Regions from separate parts of the Gossypium hirsutum genome. Here region 1 is linked to region 2. A link is a contact called in public Hi-C data. All regions are on one chromosome and are shown on one strand. The core of a region is the stretch at or near the end of the contact, and the rest is flanking DNA. Distances in the headings are between cores, read along the strand shown. Region 1 holds the start of LOC107911625 (cytochrome P450 78A3). Region 2 holds the start of LOC107911642 (transcription factor MYC2).

Evidence for each region. A called contact is a pair of places that touch in the nucleus more often than the background predicts.
Region 1: a Hi-C map of leaf shows a contact between it and region 2, with 1.8 times the contacts expected there. The contact joins the promoter of LOC107911625 here to the promoter of LOC107911642 in region 2. A contact is called at or near these places in 5 of 34 Hi-C or Micro-C datasets (callus and leaf).

The regions. Positions count from the first base shown.
Region 1 is chrD08:40,741,275-40,744,042 of Gossypium_hirsutum_v2.1, forward strand. LOC107911625 (cytochrome P450 78A3) reads left to right here and starts at 1,377. Exons shown (of 2, transcript XM_016839492.2): 1 at 1,377-2,512; 2 at 2,693-2,768. The coding sequence starts at 1,469.
Region 2 is chrD08:40,540,753-40,543,452 of Gossypium_hirsutum_v2.1, forward strand. It overlaps LOC107911642 (transcription factor MYC2), which reads right to left and starts at 1,392. Exons shown (of 1, transcript XM_016839512.2): 1 at 1-1,392. The coding sequence starts at 1,209.

The sequences.
Region 1 (2,768 bases), core at 127-2,626, 200 kb after region 2:
GGGACCTTAGAAACCACTGGAGCAAGTGATGAACATGAAAGAGGACAGATAGAGAATGCAAGGAACACGTGGCGATGGGGCATGGAGGGTGGGGTGGGATTCGGTACTCGCGATAGTGGGGTACGGCTATATCCACCCCAGATTCGTGGGTTCATTTCAATTTCAAGGGCACGATAGCAACGTCTCCACACGTGTTAGCGTCAAGTAACTTTTATTCAGCTCACCCGCATAAGATTTTTCTTCTGTTGTAAAATAAACAAGAATAAAAACTACTACTTTAGCATCAAAGATCTTTGTTGGGCCGTCAAGATCTTTCGGCCACTCTCATTTCCAAATGCGTGTCGCTCAACTTCCACGTTTTAAATCGCCAAAATGGTTCAAATTCACATTTTTCAGTAGGAAGTATATTTACTGATTATATCATTTATGAAATATCACACCTTTAATAAATATATAAGAATCATTTCTCTACAAGAAAACATATATTTCATAAAAACAAATCCTACATGAGGAGACAAATAAACTGCATGAGGAGAGAATTAAAGGGATATTATATTTCTTTATTTTTTAAGGTGGTCTCACTTGAGTTAATTATTATGAATGGGTTTGGATGACTGATGCGTTTATTTGTAGTTAGTATAAAAATAACGGCGACAATATTAAATACTATAGCGATATTGTAGCGTGAGACAAAAAATAAACTAAACACATTCACCAAATCCAAACTCACCCCATATATATAACTATCTTAAAAATGCTTGTTTATTTTGCTAATTTTAATCAAATACTAATTAACATTCACCAATGCCGCTGCTAGTTTGTTTTAATGATTCTTGTTCTTTTAATTTCTTTTTCGAAAAACTTAAAGAGTTACTTTCATGATTTTTTTTATAACCATGTAAAAGTTTTGTGTCCATGAGATTATAAAAAAGAAGTAAAAAGAAGAGAAAGATACTACATCGACATGATTGGGTATGAAAAAGAATGATATTTGATTAATATGGCCTGGAAGTGGAGGGCTCGCTCAGGACCACCACATACACCGCCGATGCCTAAATTCTGAGAGCGATGCCAAATTCATTAACATAGCGAATCGGAATGGCTGCCTTGTTCAATTATTACCAGTAATACACTGCTACTAGCCTTCGATATTAGTGGTTTGATAGCTGTGGATCGAAAAAGATAGAATGGTAGCAGCTAGGGGCTTACGTGTTCCAAGAAAATGAACCCCACGAGAAGAAACGAATGTGGGGAATGCAAGGGGCCCCATGCTCATGAATCCTCGTTTTCGGTTTTGCTAGTGGCGGCGCACAATGATATCGATTTTAACTTTTCGATTTTGTTTAATTACGTTATAATGTTGATATATGCCGATCCGTGTGGCATATCTCATAATGCTTCTGTTTAACCGTTACTCTTGTAGTCCACAAAAAAAAAAAAATCTCTATATAAGCGACGCTCTCATTTCATGGTCTCAACCAGAAGAGGAAACAAACAAACAAACAAAATATCATCCGCCATTTTCCTGATCTCCATGGAAACCAACTCTGATTGCTTTTGGCTTTTGTTTATTGCTTCCAAATGCAAAACTTTCTCCTCTCAAAACTCCATTTGGCTTCTTCTTTTACTTTGCATGGGTTGGCTGGGTATGACCCTCTGTTTTTGGTTGTACCCTGGAGGCCCTGCCTGGGGTAAGTATCATTGGCTCCGCAAGAGAGGTGCCACGAAGCACAATAACATCATTCCAGGGCCACGAGGTTTCCCAGTGCTGGGAAGCATGGACATCATGCTTAATCTGGCTCACCATAAAATTTCTGCAGCAGCTAAGTGTTTTGATGCTAAACGGCTCATGGCCTTTAGCTTGGGTGATACAAGGGTTATGGTTACATGCAACCCTGATGTAGCCAAAGAGATTCTTAACAGTTCCGTTTTTGCTGATCGTCCAGTGAAAGAGTCGGCATACAGTTTAATGTTCAACAGAGCCATTGGTTTCGCTCCTTATGGGGTTTACTGGCGAACCCTCAGAAGAATTGCTGCCACACATCTATTTTGTCCTAAACAAATCAGCTTCACCGAGGCACAGAGGTCTGATATCGCCTCTCAAATGCGTTCTATAATAGCATGTCGGGGTGGAACCGGAGAATTCTCCGTACGGGATATACTCAAGAAAGCATCTCTTAACAACATGATGTGCTCGGTGTTTGGCAGCAAGTATCAACTTGGTTCGTCAAATACTGAAACTGAACAACTCAGCCAGCTTGTCGAAGAAGGTTACGACCTATTAGGGAAGCTCAATTGGTCTGATCATCTCCCATGGCTCGCTGGTTTAGACCTTCAAAAAATCCGGCTTCGATGCACCCAACTTGTTCCCAAAGTGAACAAGTTTGTGAGTAGAATCATTCAACAACATAAACTGCAACCTGAGACAACAAACCATGATTTCGTGCACGTTTTACTTTCTCTTACTGGACCTGATAGACTCTCGGACAACGATATGATTGCCGTACTTTGGGTAAGCAACAAAGCAAGCAATTTTATTTTATTTTTTTATAGGCATGGTTTTTTGCTTTCTAGCTGTGATGGGAAAACAGTCGAAGATGGAATCTTGGATCAGTTTGATGATTAGATTACGATAATATGTACATTTTCTTAGCTTTTAAGTACAATTAATTGCTTTGTCCTAATTACGCAGGAGATGATATTTAGAGGAACGGACACTGTGGCGGTTTTAATAGAGTGGATACTAGCGAGAATGGTGCTTCACCCGG
Region 2 (2,700 bases), core at 142-2,641:
ACACTGAACTCGGATCATGGCTTCTGACCCTATAATCTTGACATCAACTTCCATTGTATTTGGTCCATAATCATAGGTCGGCCTTGTACTGTCAAATGTGGATGCATTTCTTTGGTTATTCGAAACATTGATGGCATTCAACTTGGCTTTTTGGGATTGAACTTTGAGTTTAACATCCAGTTTATCAATCTGAGATCTGAGCTCCTTGATGTAGGCTACCGCATCTGAAAGCAAAGATGCTTTGTCCATCTTGGACACGGTAGGAACCACAGATCGAAGTGCATAGAATCGATGATTAAGTTTCTCACGCCGTAGCCTCTCTGCTTCCACGTGGTTTGAAGGGGTTGTTTTTCCAGTCCCCGACTTTCTTCCTCTCTTCTTCGACCCAACGCTGAACTCCATCTCAGAATCAGCACCGGAGTCCGATGACAAGGGGCGTAATAAAACGCAATTGTCCTTCTTGGCCTCAATTTGTTGCTTTCGGTCATCAAGAATCCACTCCTTTTGATCACTTGCAACCTTGCCGAAATCAAGAAAAGGGACAGTTTGGGTTGACATTTGGAGCTGAGATTCAAGGCCAGGATGCTTGGAACCAAGACAGTTAATCTCAGAACCGAAGATTGATTTTGCAAGTTGCACTAAGCTCCAATTCTCTTGGATCATTTCTGAAGATCCCAATTCAACTACCCCGAAGGAAGTCGAAAGGAAGACTAAGGTCTGGATTCCTCGCATTCGAGCTTCTGTGACTCGCTCGCATTCATACAGTTGGAGCTCCTGATCTCCACACAACCAAATATAGGAGCCTGAGCCGAAAGCCTTCCCAAGAATGTCATCTCCTATAGCAAAAGATCGGTTTACTGATACGGTGTAATACCACTCGTAGTCAGTGACATCGCCATCCACCATCCTCTCAATGTCTATCTCTTCACAGAAAACGGATTGAATCTCTTCCCCCGATCTTCTTCTCCCAAATCTGGGTTGGCTTAGCTTATTTCCGGATTTGCCTGCAAAACCCTTGGTCCCTTGGAAATATCCATCACCCCAAGAAAACACGAGGCGGCCATGAGCATCCCTGGAAGCTTGCCAGAAGATGGAGTATACCCACCATTCAGGCCTGCTTTGGACGATGAACTGGAGGCGCTGTTGCAGCGTCGGCGGAGGGGCGTCTAGGCCGAAGCTAATCATCGAAGATGAAGAAGATGATGACATAATACTGCTGCTCCCTGATCCAACCCAATTTCTTTCTGATAAGGTTTTCCAAACTACTAAGAGCTAAGTAACCCAAAGAGGGATTCGGCGGCAGCAAGCTAAAATATACGAGGAGAAATTAAAGGGATCAGCAGCAAAGACAAAAGGGCAATGTTGTAGGGGCGTTCGGGGAAAACAAGAATTTCCTGGGCATTAAAAGGCCATCCGTGTGGGAACTGTTTTTTGGGCATGCTTAGCACCTTTATCACGTGAAAAATCCTACTATAGGCTGAGCTCCAAAGTTGAAGATGTGATGTGATATTGATGCGCATCGTCTCTATTCGTTGCGAGGTTCAGGCTTCCTCTGGGGTCGCACCTTTCGCTAGTCATTTCCAAATTCGATTCACTACTTCTGGACATTTCAATCTTCAACTCGTCTTCTAGTACTTGTGTTATAATCACTTTTTATTTTTAAGACTTTTCAAATTTTAAAACTAATATAATTAAATTAATTTTATTAAATTTAAGTTTATTATAATATATATTTTAATTGCAGTACTATCAAGTAAGTATATTTTATTTCAAAATATCACATCAATTAAAAAAAATTAATAGTATTAACAAAGTAGACTTAACTTTTAAAAGTTAAAAAGTAGAGAGACTAAATTTTAAAAATAAAAATACGGAGATTAAATTCAAAATTTGTGAAAAGCGTAAGAACTTATAGCATATTTTGGATAAAAGTATAAAGGAGCTCCCTATAGTAGGAGTCAAATTGTATTTTACCATCTATATAGAAAAAATGGAGATATTAGTTTCTTTACAGTAAATGAAAGAGCAAACTAATCTTTTTATTCTACTATTAAAAACTGGTCATTAGACGTTAACATGAAGTACGCATCAAATAAATAAAATTTTTAATAGATTTAATACAAAAGAATTAATTTTACTCATTTTTTAATAAAGAAGCATAATGGAATTTAATTTTTAACACAAAAATTTCATAATATGTTTTATTATATTTTTAAGTTAAAATTATATTTTTAATTATATATGTAAATAAGTGATTTAACAACTCAATGTCCCAACTTTTATAAGAGTTATGTGGCCAAGAAAACAATCTGAAAATCACAGGCTTTTAACTTATATTATCCACTCATTTTTTAATTATTTGACCCTAAATCTTAACTACTAACTGACTATCTGGCCTTTATAAAGAAATGTCAATTTGGCAATAAGAAAGTTCAAAATCAGTATCAAGGTGTAAATGTTTAGAGTCATTAGTTTTACGATTTTCGTTTTCCTTTTTGTTTTTAATGAAAAAGAAAATATGAATAAAACGTGTTTAGTTGAAAGTTTTAAAAATATTTTTAGAAAATTAAAAAAATATGGAAATTAAAAAAAATAAAATTTTAATTGTTTTCATTAAAAATTATTTATAAAATTAAAAGAAATTGAAAGCAATGGTTTTCTAACTTTGGTTAAGTACCAATTGAATTAATTTATTATTAT